Linked DNA regions of Mus musculus: region 1 is linked to region 2. The links are chromatin contacts, called in public promoter capture Hi-C maps. All regions are on one chromosome and are shown on one strand. The core of a region is the stretch at or near the end of the contact, and the rest is flanking DNA. Distances in the headings are between cores, read along the strand shown.

Region 1 (6,198 bases), core at 3,234-5,733, 150 kb after region 2:
TGAGATTAAATCCTGTTCCATCATGACCACCACCATGACCAGCTGTGGCTACATGTTAAAAGATAATAAGTTGAAGAGGACTCAGAGGGTAAGAACCTTTGCTGCTCTTGCAGACAGGGCCCCAGTTTGATTCCTAGTTCCCACACAGTAGTGCACAATCAGGAGCTGACACCCTCTCCGACCTCTGTGGTCACCAGACATGCAGGGGATACACATACACACCTGCAAGCAACATACTCATACCCATTAAAAAGTAAAAACATAGCCGGGCCGGGTGTTGGTGGCGCATGCCTTTAATCCCAGCACTCAGGAGGCAGAGGCAGGTGGATTTCTGAGTTTGAGGCCAGCCTGGTCTACAGAGTGAGTACCAGGACAGCCAGGGCTACACAGAGAAATCCTGTCTCGAAAAACCAAAAAACAAACAAACAAAAAACAAAAAAACATAGCCAGGCGCGGTGGCGCACGTCTTTAATCCCAGCACTGGGGAGGCAGAAGCAGTCGGATTTCTGAGTTCAAGGCCAGCCTGGTCTACAAAGTGAGTTCCAGGACAGCCAGGGCTATACAGAGAAACCCTGTCTAGAAAACCCAAAAAAAAAAAAAAAAAAAAAAAAAATGTAAAAACATTTAAAAATAGTAAACTAAGGGACAGAGAGAGAGCCAGGAGAGGTGCTTGCCACCAAGCCTGATAACCTGAGTGAGTCTGAATACACAACAGGAGAACCTAACTCCCACCTGCTCTCCCCTGATCTCCACACAAGCACAGTGATGTGCCCGCCCCTTCCACAAGAAACAAACAACTACAAATTTTAAATTAGTAATGAATTAAGTTGCTTCTTGTTTGGGTATGATCTTTTTCTACCTTCCTTCCCTCCCCTGTTCTTACTGAAGCCCTTGTTGGAAAGACAGGCAGGGGAGGCTGCCTACAACTGTGTTGACGCATCAAGGGTCTGACCCTACACTACCAAGAATGAATGATGTCACTAGACTGGACTAGATCCCATCAGGTCCCATTCTCTTCCTCCCCTCCTCCTCCTTCTCTTCCTCCCCCTCCTCTTCTTCCTCTCCCTCTTCCCTCTCCTCCCTCATTCACCTGAAGAAGTACACATGGTCATCTCTGTGTGTTGTGCTCCTGCCTACAAGGGCACAGGCCCATGTCACACCTAGAAAGCTGCCTACTGGCTTAAATGTCTGATGGCAGCCTTTCTGAGGAGCTGCAGTGGGTGGGCTGGGGGAAAGAGGACAGGGCAGGTGACAGACCCCTGGTGCGGGCACCAGGCCAGGCAGACCTCCATCCACTTCTAGGCTATGGTGACAATAAACATGATTCAGAGCCATGAGCCCCCAGCCTGTGTCCAAAGCTCTACTGAACCTTGGGAAGTGGCTGTGGAGGACTAATCCCCTATCCACAGGCATCGGACACAACCCGGCCAGGGTTTATGCCTGCAAGAGTGTGCAGGACAGAGAGTTCTAGTCTCTCCTCTGCGGTTTAAGGATGACCTCACTCCTTACCTAGAATGGAGTTAAGATGACCATCTACCCACTGCTTGCATGTGTCAGGAAGCTCCCATGAGAACTAGCATTCGTAAGCCACTTAACCCTCAGAGGGCACTGTCAGTCAGCTGGACACTGGAAACCGTGAAGGATTTCAAGAGTTGAAATCAGGTAGACATGAGTCCTTACGGCTCTCATGCAATGTCCCAAAGAAGGCAGGGGAAGGGGGCAGAGGTACTGGGTGATACAAATTGATACAAGTTTTAAAAAATTGATACAAGTTTAAAAAAAAAAAACGGTGAGATTTCCTCTGTAGAAATTGTAGAGACTGAGGAAGAACAGGTGTCCTGTGACGTAGAGGAAGAAGAGAGGTTATCTGACCTGGTTAAAGATGCCTAGAGGCAGGCATCTGCTTACCTCTGCGGCTGGACCCAGAAGGCTCAGACACACTTGGAAGGCTCAGACACACTGTAATTATCTATTGCAATCTATTGCACTGTAATTATCCCTGCAATCAGAGGGTTCAGGGGAACAAAGTTCATCTTCAGAGGGTGGGTATCCTGCTTCCAAATGGCTTCTGGCCTCCTCTTCGGATGGCTCTTTTACAATGTGTGTGTGTGTGTGCTGTGCGCGCACACGTGCACACATATGTTTTAACACACACGATTTTTCTTCTTATTTTCACAAGAATAAATATAGGAGCCTGGGGTATGGCTGCCTGGGACTCTTCTCACTTTTGAGCATTTATCTCACCTTCTCTTAATAAGTCTTGGGGACGCCTTACTTAAAAAGACGGGGGCTGGAGAGATGCTTCTGCAGTTAGTGTGCTTGTTCCTGCAGAGGATCCAGGTTTAGTTCCCAGCACCCACATGGAGGCTCACAACTGTCTGTCACTTCAGTTCCAGGGGATCCCGTGCTCTCTTCTGACTTCCATGAGCACACGCTGTGTATACATATACCCAGGCAAACACTCAGACACATTTTTTTTTTTAAAGCTAAGTAAGTCTTAAAAAAAAAAAAAAAGCCAGGCAGTGGTGGTGCACACCTTAAAACCCAGCACTGGGACTCAGGAGGGCCTTCATGTGCTCAAGGCCATCCTTGGCTGCATAAGTTCCGTCTAACTTAGCCTGAGCTACAGAGGGAGGCACTGCCTCAACAATAAAAAAAAAAACAACCACTGTAAATTAGGGTTTAAACAAGTGAAGGCAGCCAGGCAATGATGGGGTGTGGGGAGAAGAGGAGGGGGCCAAAGGAAAAAGAGAGATGGCTCAGTGTTTAAAAGCACTGGCTGCTTTTTCCAGAGGACTTGGGCTCAATTTCCAGCACCCACATGGCAGCTCACAACTGTATGTAACTCAAGTTCTTTTTTTGTTTTGTTTTGTTGAGACAGTGTTTCTCTGTGTAGCCCTGGCTGTCCTAGAACTCACTCTGTAGACCAGATTGGCCTTGAACTCAGAAATCCTCCTGCCTCTGCCTCCCAAGTGCTGGGACTAAAGGCATGCACCACCACCACCTGGTCTGTAATTCTCCAATACCCTCACACAGACACACATCCAGGCTAAACACCAATAAACATAAAATAAAAGTAAATTAATTTTAAAAATAAGGGAAGAGGTAGAAGTGGGGTTTTTTGTTTTATTTTTTAATATTTATTTATTTATTTATTTATTTTAATGTTTTGCACCAATTCATCTGCCCCCGAGTGTTGGTTTGTTTGTTTTTAAGACGGGGGGGGGGGGGGGGGGGGGGAGGGTGTTTCATCTATCTCAAGTTGGCCTTGAACTTGTCATGTAACTAAAATATCTTTGAACTCCTGATTTTTCTACCCCTACCTCCAAAAGTGCACCAGCACATTCAACATTTCTTCTTTTCTTTTTAAAAGATTTATATATTTTTATACTACATATATGTGTTTTGCATTTGTGTAGAATGCATATCACATATGTGCCTTGTGCCTGAAAGAAGCCAGAAGAAGGCATTGGATTCCCCAGATTAGAACTCCAGGGAGTTGTGAGCTACCCTGTGGGGGCTGGGTCCCCAGCAAAAGCAGAAAATATTTTTTTTAAGATTTATTTATTTATTTTATGTATATGAGTACACTGTCACTATCTTCAGAAAAGGGCATCAGATCCCAATACAGATGGCCATGAGCCACCATGTAGTTGCTAAGAATTGAACTCAGGACCTCAGGAAGAGCAGTTGGTGCTCTTAAGAGCTGAGCCATCAGCTGGGCATGGTGGCGCAAGCCTTTAGTCCCAGCACTTGGGAGGCAGAGGCTGGCAGATTTCTGAGTTCAAGGCCAGCCTGGTCTACAGAGTGAGTTCCAGGACAGCCAGGGCTACACAGAGAAACCCTGTCTCGAGAAAAAAAAAAAAAAAAAAAAAAGAGCTGAGCCATCTCTCCAGCCCCGCAACAAATATTCTTAACCAATCTCTGGGCCCTCACACCAGCATTTCTCTTTTCAATAACTCTATGGTATTCCATATGGTAGCCCAAGGGACTAACCCTGACACACGATACACATAGGGTAGCATCCCATAGGATGGGGATAGGGGCTTCACATTTTTAGGACAACTCAGCCTCCCACAGAGAGCACCACAATTCACATTATAGATGGGCAATTAAGGGCCAGCGGGTGATTACAGATGGCTCCTAGCTCCTGTCTTATAAAAGCCAACTAATTTGAAAGTCAACAATAACTGAACTTCCTGGGTTGACATCAGCCGTCCTCAGGACCTCTTGGGGGTGAAGCCTGACTCCGGAATACCTTTACACAGAAATACCAGACCTTCCCAGGGCTGAAGTCATCTGTTTCCCAATAGCATTTCTCTCTCAAGTCAGACAGCACTGGGTGAGGCTGGAGACTTCGAGGGGCCAGGGTGTTTCTCCAGGACAGGCCTGGAGCCAGAGGTGTAGGGAGGAAGCCATGGGACATGGAGTGGCTCTGGGCTGGGCCCCGGGAAAGAGACTGCCCTGTCCTCCAGAGCTTTGTGGGAGGTCGGTTCATCGGTAGATCTTTCCATGCTGAGTCATAGCTTACAGACTGAGATCCTGCTGGGCGGGGTGGGGGGTGGGGGGTGTGGGGTGTGGGGGAGGGGAGGCCCAAAGTAGGGAGGTTCCTTCTCTCACTCACGTGTTCTCTCTGTCTCTTTCTCTCCACCTTCACCTCTGTACTAGATAAGACAATGGCATCTGCTTAAGGACATTGCCTTGGCAGCTCTTTGCCTGTTTAGTCAGTTGCTGCTGTATTTATCTCCACAGGTTCTCCTTAGTCCTGACTACTACAGAGCATCTTCTGGTCCTCCCGCCTGCACTTCCAGTGTGGTGGTGCCTGGCTCCTAATGAATTTCTTTGACAATTGATTCTATCTCTGTTTTCTCCCTTCTGGCTTTAAGTCATCCTCAAATCTAATCTCTGAACCATCAGAACCCTCATTAATAAACTACTCAACAGAAGCATAAAGAGACCTCAGTGACACTCTACCAGAGACTTGTCCCAGGCTAAACTTAAACAAACACAATTCTTTTGTTCCCCTAGGTATCTAAAGACAGTGCCTTTCGTAAACCAGGCTGGCCTCAAACTCACTATGGAGAGGACGATGATTTTAAAGGTCTGTTCCTCCTGACTCCACAAGAGCTGAGATTGCACGGGTGAACCGCCACGCCAGTTTGCAGGATGTTTTGGATGGAACGCAGGACGCTGTGCATGCTAGGGGTTTCGCGCATGCGTGGAGCATCTTTCATGATAGGATTAACTGAGCAACATCGCCAGCTCCTTCCTTCGTCAGAATGCTTCTGAAACATAGTTCAGCTGTGGCATGGCTTCGTTTTCCACACACTTCTCCAGAATAGGGTTCCTCAGGAGAGTATACTGCCTAGTGTGTGTGTCTGTGCACTGCATGTAGTGTTTGCACACAGGAAGACTCATCGGCACAGGCACTTGTGGAGACCAGAGCTTGACTTCGGGATGACTTTCTCCACCCTTATGTTCTGAGACAGGATCTCTCACTGAACCCTAAGCTTGCCATTTTGGCTACCTTGTCTGGCTAGTGAACCCCCTGGGATTTGCCTGTCTCTGCTTCACAAGCTCCCGGGGTTACAAACAGGTGACACTGCGGTACAACCAATTTATGTTTATCCCTGACTAGCTTACAAATGAGACTCAGGCTATGGTTCTTTTATTTGGCCTTGACAGTTACTGAAGGGTCTACTTTTCTATCTGCTGGTCTGGCTACCTCCCTAGCGGCGCTCCCCAAATACCTGCTGTTTCTCCCGGCCACGTGCTCACCGCTCACCGTACCTCTCCTCTCAAGGTGCCTTCTCCTCTCCCACCTCAAGGTTTCTCCTCTTCCCCTTGCTCCTCCACCCCACAACCAGGTCACTCAAAAAACCCACCTACCTCTAATCCCTCCAGTAATTGGCTGCAATCAATTTTATTTAACCAGTAGTTTTAAATCAAGGAATAAGGTTTGCACAACAAAAGCTTGTAACCTTGAGAGAATTCACTTGTGGGTCTAGACCTCTGGGTACAGAATTTAGCATTACAATACAGAGCAACAGATCTGACCTTAAAAAGACCCCACACCAGCTTTTATCTAAGTTCTGAGGATCCGAACTCAGAGCCTGAAGCCCCTGGTTTGCCTGACTGCTCTCAGAGTAACTTCCTCTGCAGCGCACATTTTACAGCGAAGCTTCAGTTACAGTAAAA
Region 2 (6,851 bases), core at 2,850-5,349:
GCTAATTACAGTCAACTTGCAGGGCACAGGGCATCATGCCAGGCCTCTACAGCTGGACAACGATGCCACTGGAAGAGCCAGGCCTCTACAGCTGGACAACGATGCCACTGGAAGAGCCAGGATGTGGGGCAGACAGCAGGAGTTCTGAGGCCACAAGGCCAGGCAGGGTGAGACACTAGACACCTTCTCTGTTCGCTGAACTGCTGGGTAGTAGAGGCAGGATGGGCACAGGCAGAAGATTAAGACAGGGGCATGAAGACCAATCTGTGCATGCCGTGGCTGGCTCCCTAGATCTGTTCTCTGCTACAGGACACACAGGGCCATGGAGGGAGGTGACCTTAGGTCTAGAGAGGCATCATGAGTTGAGTGGAAGGGCGGCTGCCTTGGGCAGGGCAACAGAGCTTCTCCGACTTACTCCTTTTCTAGCTGACTCTGGGGAGTTCAAATAGGTTACAACTCAAACAAGCTGCAACCCCAACCTCTCAGTCTCAGTATTACCTGCAAAACGGGTCGAGGGCATTTCCCAAATGTTAAATTCTACTTGTTTACGCTCACAGGTCACTACATACAGCACAGCCCCACACACACGTAAGCAGCCTACCGCAGACCGTCAATACCACACTGCTCACGTATTCCGACACTTAGGTCCCCGGCCAAACACTCCTGTTCAACAAGAGCACAGATAGAACCTGGGGTGGCAGGTGTAGGGACACCATACTCCTAGATCACCAGAGTCGGGGCCCAGACACCTCAGGAACACAACCTTTTCACCATCAAATCTCAGAGAAATGACTTCCATAAAGACTTTGCATCAGAGTTTTGCCCACGTTCTTCCGTGACCTGCAGGGTCTCTGACTGGGGCTGAATACAGGAAGAGAGAATGCACTCCATTAGACACAGCAACCTACATCCAGCAAAGGGCACCAGCGGGGAAGTTTCACTGCAGATCAGGACAATTCTTTCCTGGCTGGTTTTGTGTATAGACAGGGTCTCACTATTGTAGCCCTGGCTAGCCTGGAACTCATAATGTAGACACACTGAGCTTGAATCTATAGAGATACAGCTCTCTCTGCCTCCTGAGCGCAGGCCCAGCGCTTCCCTGTTATCTTTATGTCAACATGTCTGTAGGTTAAAAAGAAAACAAGACGAAGCAGCCACAGAAACAATGAGAAACAGCTTAGTCCATTCAGTGGCCACCCAGTCTTACAAGTTCTTACCTAGTACATATTAATCTAGTAACTCTCCCTAGGTTTCAATGATATGTGTGTGTCTGGCTGTGTGCACACATGCTATGTGTATAGCCATTCATGTGAGTGGCCAAGAAGGCCAGAAGCATCAGGTCCCCCGTGGCTGGAAATACAGACATTTGTATGCCACCTCACAAGGTGGATGCTGAGAACTGAACCCAGACTCTGTACGAGCCCTTAACTGCTGAGCCATCTCTCCTGCCCCTCACAGGGTAAGTTTAAAGGAAAATTGTAGCAGTGGTTTTAAAAAAGTTTGGTGCTGGCTAATTCTCAGTCAGCTGCTGTAGCAACACCAAGGGTAAAGCCTGGCTGTCACTGTGGCAAGGGAAGGAGACTCTGGGCACAGGTTGGGGACAGTTTTGAGGCTGAATAGTTAAGCTGGTCTCCTAGGACACAGGACAGAAGTAAAGAGGCGAAGCTGAGGCGAAGTCCAAGGCCATGGGTGAAACATCACTGGAGCCTCTGCTCGAATCATCCAGGTCAGACCTTAGGGACAAAGCAGGCACCTGCTGAGAAAACGGCTGTGTTTTGTACAGAGGCCACCAGGGGCCAACTTCCAGAGAGTCAGGGGCCCATGATCTGCCAACTGAAAGGGACTTCTGATGGTTTCTGATCAACCTATCCCTAAGTCCCTATCAGTCAAGAAGGCCTGAGACAGGACCCACAGAGAAGCAGACACCAGGCCACCAGATAGGGCAGGCAGTCTAGCCAAGCCTCGGAGCTTCAGAGGCTCACTGCAAACACCACTGTAAACACCACTGCAAACACCACTGTAAACACCACTGCAAACACCACTGCAAACACTGGCCACACCTGGCTCCACTTCTTGATCTCGCAAAGCAAGCTAGTAGAGGCTGGGGCACCACAGCCCTTCTTTAAACACAAGGATGCCTGTGGGCCTCTTCACTCTGCCAGGATGGATCTGGACTTCCGCTCACGGCTTAGAAGGATCAAAGTGCCAGTCGGCCAGGGCAGCCTATGCTGCCTGGGGCTCATGCCCAGGGGTTTCACTTCCTCTCACTGGGGGACCAGGCAAGCAACGGCTGCTTCTAGGAGCCCCAATCATGGGTAAATTGAGTATGCCAGAACCAGCCCAGGGTTTGGGTTCCAGACACCTACTCGGGTCTCTGCTAAGCCACTTCTTGTACTCCTTATGGTAGCTCCAGGGCCAACAGGGCTGACTTTCCACAGGCCAGCAGGAAAGTGCCATCAACTGAACACAGTGCAGTCTGCCCCAGCACAACCGACCTGAGAGGACTGGTCAGGGGTGGCCTTCCTGACGACATCCTGAACTGCACACCCTTCCCTCTGCAGTGAACAGCTGTCTGTCTGTGTTCCGGCCGCAGCAGCTCTCCCCTGGGCTCCATCACGATGTTTCCTTGGGAGCCAAGAGCTCCGTTCTGACCCAGCAGCATGTGACTGGCCACACGCACTGAGAGATGAAAGGCCTCCTTATCCAGCCCACAATCTAGCACCATAAAAAATGCCAAGCCTCGTGCCCTCTGCTGCTGAAATTCAATTACACTCAGGCCCAAAACGCAGACAGCCTTCAGCCTCGGGAGCTGAAATGCCAGTGCAGATTGCTGTCCCCACTCATCTCCTGCCCAAGCCACCAACAGACCTCGGGGCTGGAGTCTCTCACTGACCTCTCCATCACGTGTGACATGCGTCTTTAGATTTGAAAACTAACCTTGTCACCAGGGTCCCTTGGGGACAATATCCTGCCAGTGATATGTTTAAGCAACTCTGATGTGATCACAGTGTGCTGCAGACAGTGTGCAGCCTTGGAAGGGGCTCAGAGGCAAGGTGGAGGGGTGGTGTCTGACCCCTTGAGAAGGCTGCTCCATTCTCAAGCCCACGATCCCACTGGCAATGAACACAATCTACACAGACATTTAAGTCCTCTTAGAAGCTGACACTTCTACAACTGACCAAGGAACAAATGGGAAAAGACTAAGGAAGAGGAAACCCTAAAAACGGAGCCTAGAGAAGACATGGGTTGATCCCAGGAAACTGGCAATCTCTATTCTTTACATTGTGTATGTGTGTGTGTGTGTGTGTGTGTGTGTGTGTGTGTACGCACACACATGCACCAGTGCATACAAAGGGTCAGGGGGAGCCCGTTGTAAACTCCAGTCACCTCTCAGGCTCAGCAGCTGTAAAATAAGATTGTGCCATGTGACACCTTTGAGCTTCTTGCAGGGTGGGATGCAAGGCTGCCACCATTACGTGTTTGTCCTCCCTCCTTACGAAATGAAAATGCATTATTAAAGAGGGAACTCAGTGCTGGGGCCGACTCTAAACACTACTGTCCTGAGTATCTGAAATGTGTCAGCCTTCTCCATTACTCAGGCACTCTAGCACGCCCTTTGGCTCGGTGACAAGATCTACTCAAAAAGAAACAGAGGGAAGGCACAGTTTAAGAGGAAAAGTCCAGGGAAAATGGAGAAATGAGCAGAGAAAACGTCCCGGACACTGTTCAGGATCAGCATTTTCCTCTCAAGGGCAAGCAGGGGGCTTGGGGAGCAAGGACGCTCACACGGTGGAAAGGGAGAACCAATCTCCAGAAGCTGTCCTCTGGTCTCCACATGTGCATCGCTGCACACGGGCTGGGAAACCTCACAAAGCCAGGTGAGGTGGCTGTGTGTGACCCCAGCACTGTGGAGGCTGAGGCCGGCCAGCCACAGCAGCCTAAGGAGACGAGACTCGGCAAGCAAGCAAGCCAATGCACAAAACTTCACTTGTTCTTTAGCTAAGAACTGAGGCTGCTGCTAAGGTAAGGGGTGCAGACATTTATGCTCCCAAACATCTGTAGGAAAACAAAAGCCTGTCGCAGCCAAAAGCTCTGTGAGCCTGGGCGTGGCAGCCACATTCCTGGAAAGCAGACACTGCCTGCTCCACTGATGGCCTTCCCCAGGTCCTGGCTGTGCTCTCCATTAGAGCCACTGTCCCTGAAAAGACATTCATCCCTCAGTAAGAGAGAAAGCTGAGCTGGGTGTGGTACTGCATGCTTTTAACTCCAGAACTCAGGAGGCAGAGGCAGCCAGATCTTTATGAGTTTGAGGCCAGTCTGGTCCACAGAGAGAGTTCCAGGACAGCCATAGCTACATAGAGACCTTATCTCCAAAAAATAAAAATGAAAAATAAGGTAGATTTAAAATAGGAGAAGCTTCTCAGAGGGCTTGTGCTCCAGGATGGGTGTGGCATTCTTTATGCTACCTACAGAAAACAGGTCAATCTCGTCGTTCGACCTTGAACAACAAATCACCAAAGACTCCTGACAGGAGCCAGCCACTTCCCTCTCACAAGCTCCACAGCCGTCCAGGGGGCTGAGAGTGGAACACCAAACGTCAATGAAACTTATCTCCTTTCTAGACACCCCCAAAGGGCTAGCCTCATTAATCAAGCCATGAAAACCCAGTTGACAGTAAGTCAGACTGGACAATGAGAAAGGAAGAACTATTTCAAGACAGTGTGACATTTATTGACAGTTAATAACTGCTCTGAAATTAGCTTTTTGTTTTTGCAATTTTCTAATCTGATAATAACTTCCCTTCCTACCTCCAGTTGTATTTTTATCAACCCTGGCTTCCAATAACCAAAGCCATACAAACCTTCTGGGTACTATGTTACCAGTAACAGCTGCCTGGTCCTCTCTTACTAGGACAGACAAACAGATGGTAGTGTCTATTCTTCCTTCCTTCCTTCCTTCCTTCCTTCCTTCCTTCCTTCCTTCCGTCAGTCTGTCCGTCCTTCCTTCAATGCTCGGTTACCGCAGGAGGGATGCCTGCATAAGAGTGAATCAGCCTCTGGACCGGGCACAGTCAGGTTTGGAAGTTTCCTTTCTCAAGGGCAATCCTAATTTGTCAAGGTTAATTTACCCACACCCTGCCTGGTAGCTTAGCTCTATGAGTCAATAGTATTAATTCAAAAGCTTTTGGAAGAGGGAAAAAGCAAGCTGCATCCTATTCCTTCCTTTGTTCAAGGCAGCATCTCACTAGTAGCCTCGACTGGCCTCCACCTCCCCTTGGCCTCAAAAGCGGGGATAAAGTCGTGCACCGCCACGCCCACCTTGCAGAGGACTTCTCACCTTTTACTGATGTTTCTTCAAATGTGAGCTGCTTTTATAAGAAAGGGGCAAAGGAGGGTGAGATTGTTCAAATAGTGGATAAGGTCCACATCAACCATCTAGAAAGACCTGATTTAGCCTCAAAATCTCAAGTGCATCCCTAAAAAATTTATATCAGCGAAGCAGCTGATAATTGGCAGCAGCCCTCCTAATTTGGTAATACTCTTCCTTGCCAACAAAAATCAAAACTGACACGGTAGGAAAAATTAGCCAGTCTATGTTCCGTCTCAAGACAGGCCTGGCTCCTCCATTAGCCTGCGTTAGCCTTCTTCCAAGGCCCTCAGACCCTGACTATTAGAAGCCAGGACTCTTTCCATTGCTTATCAGGTTCCTAGACTCACAGCTACCACCTCCTTATATCACACCTGCACTGCCACTGCCACTGCCACCGCCACCACCTCCCACCTAGAGGGCTTATACCACGAGTAAACCAGCGGGCCCACGCCTCCCACCACTGCTGGGCTAAAGTGCCACAGCCCAGAGGAAGGGGTGTTCAAAGCAAGCATCAACGCCAGGCACCACCTCCAGCACTACCTACCACACAAGACCTGTAGAGGCTTATTTATAAAGGCTTGCCCGGCTGGGGTTGGGCGATGGCTCCGCCTACAGCAAAGGGCCACACAAATGTGAAGGCCTAGCCAAATCCCATTGTCCCTCCTGGAAACAATGACCATCTTTCAGATTTTAAAGGTTAAAAAAAAAGTCACTTCGAACTCCAAGTAGTGGGGCCTAGAGAGATGGCTCAGTGGATGCTCGTACAGAGAACCTGGATTCAGTTCCCAGCTCCCATATTAGGTGACTCACAGCTATGTATAATTCCAGCTCCAGGGGATCCAACACCCTTTTCTGAACTCTGGGGACACTTTCACTGAAGTCCACAAACCCACATTACTCATACACATATTTAAAAATGAATCCTAAAAAAAAAAAAATTCCAAGAAGTTAAAAGGAAATCCCATTTTAGACACAAACCGTTACTTCAGCTCTTAGGAAAATGCACGCTGACAAAGCAGTGGAGCTCCCTGCTCTTTCTGAAGACATTAGGTCATTAGGTCATTAGGGTCAAACTTAGAAGATACTCAGTTTCCCAGACCGTCAGCAGCCCACGGGACAGACCTTCCATCCGGAGGAAATGCTCACCAAGGGAGGTAGGCAGGTCGGTGGTGTGTGTGTGTGTGTGTGTGTGTGTGTGTGTGTGTGTGTGTGTGTGTTGGGGGGAGGGAAGTGAGTGGGAGCGGGCATGTAAGGGGGCTGTCACCTTTTACCTTGGCTGCCGTAAGACAGGGTCTCTCGCTGAAGGGGAAGTTCTCCCTTTTGGCCAGGTTGACTGGTCTCAGGACCCACCTGATGCCAGGGTTACAGGCATGCACTCATACTGGGCTGTCCTTTCACATGGGTGATGGGGACTTGAACTGAGGCCCTCATTCTTGCATCGCAAGTGCTGGCACCCACTGAGCCACCTCCTTAGCCCAAGA

What was found. Promoter capture Hi-C pulls out the DNA fragments that hold promoters and counts their contacts.
Region 1: a contact with region 2 is called in a promoter capture Hi-C map of embryonic stem cells. The contact joins two enhancer-like sites. A contact is called at or near these places in 4 of 39 promoter capture datasets (the HPC-7 cell line, cranial neural crest, embryonic stem cells and 1 more), 1 of 484 Hi-C or Micro-C datasets (nephron progenitors), 2 of 115 datasets of contacts at active chromatin or transcription factors (embryonic stem cells and pancreatic cancer cells) and 2 of 9 other capture datasets (liver and pancreatic islet).

Annotation. Positions count from the first base shown.
Region 1 is chr11:106,718,593-106,724,790 of GRCm38.p6, forward strand. No RefSeq gene overlaps it. Among named protein-coding and RNA genes, the nearest start is that of Pecam1, 6.4 kb to the left of the region's middle. Within about 2 kb of position 4,484, at least 130 of the 459 cell types and tissues checked have an H3K27ac peak or open chromatin away from gene starts, as enhancers often do. A contact at or near this core is called in embryonic stem cells and pancreatic cancer cells, where this site is marked.
Region 2 is chr11:106,569,547-106,576,397 of GRCm38.p6, forward strand. The region is part of intron 1 of Tex2 (testis expressed gene 2); the gene reads right to left. Among named protein-coding and RNA genes, the nearest start is that of Tex2, 40 kb to the right of the region's middle. Within about 2 kb of position 4,100, at least 108 of the 459 cell types and tissues checked have an H3K27ac peak or open chromatin away from gene starts, as enhancers often do. A contact at or near this core is called in embryonic stem cells and pancreatic cancer cells, where this site is marked.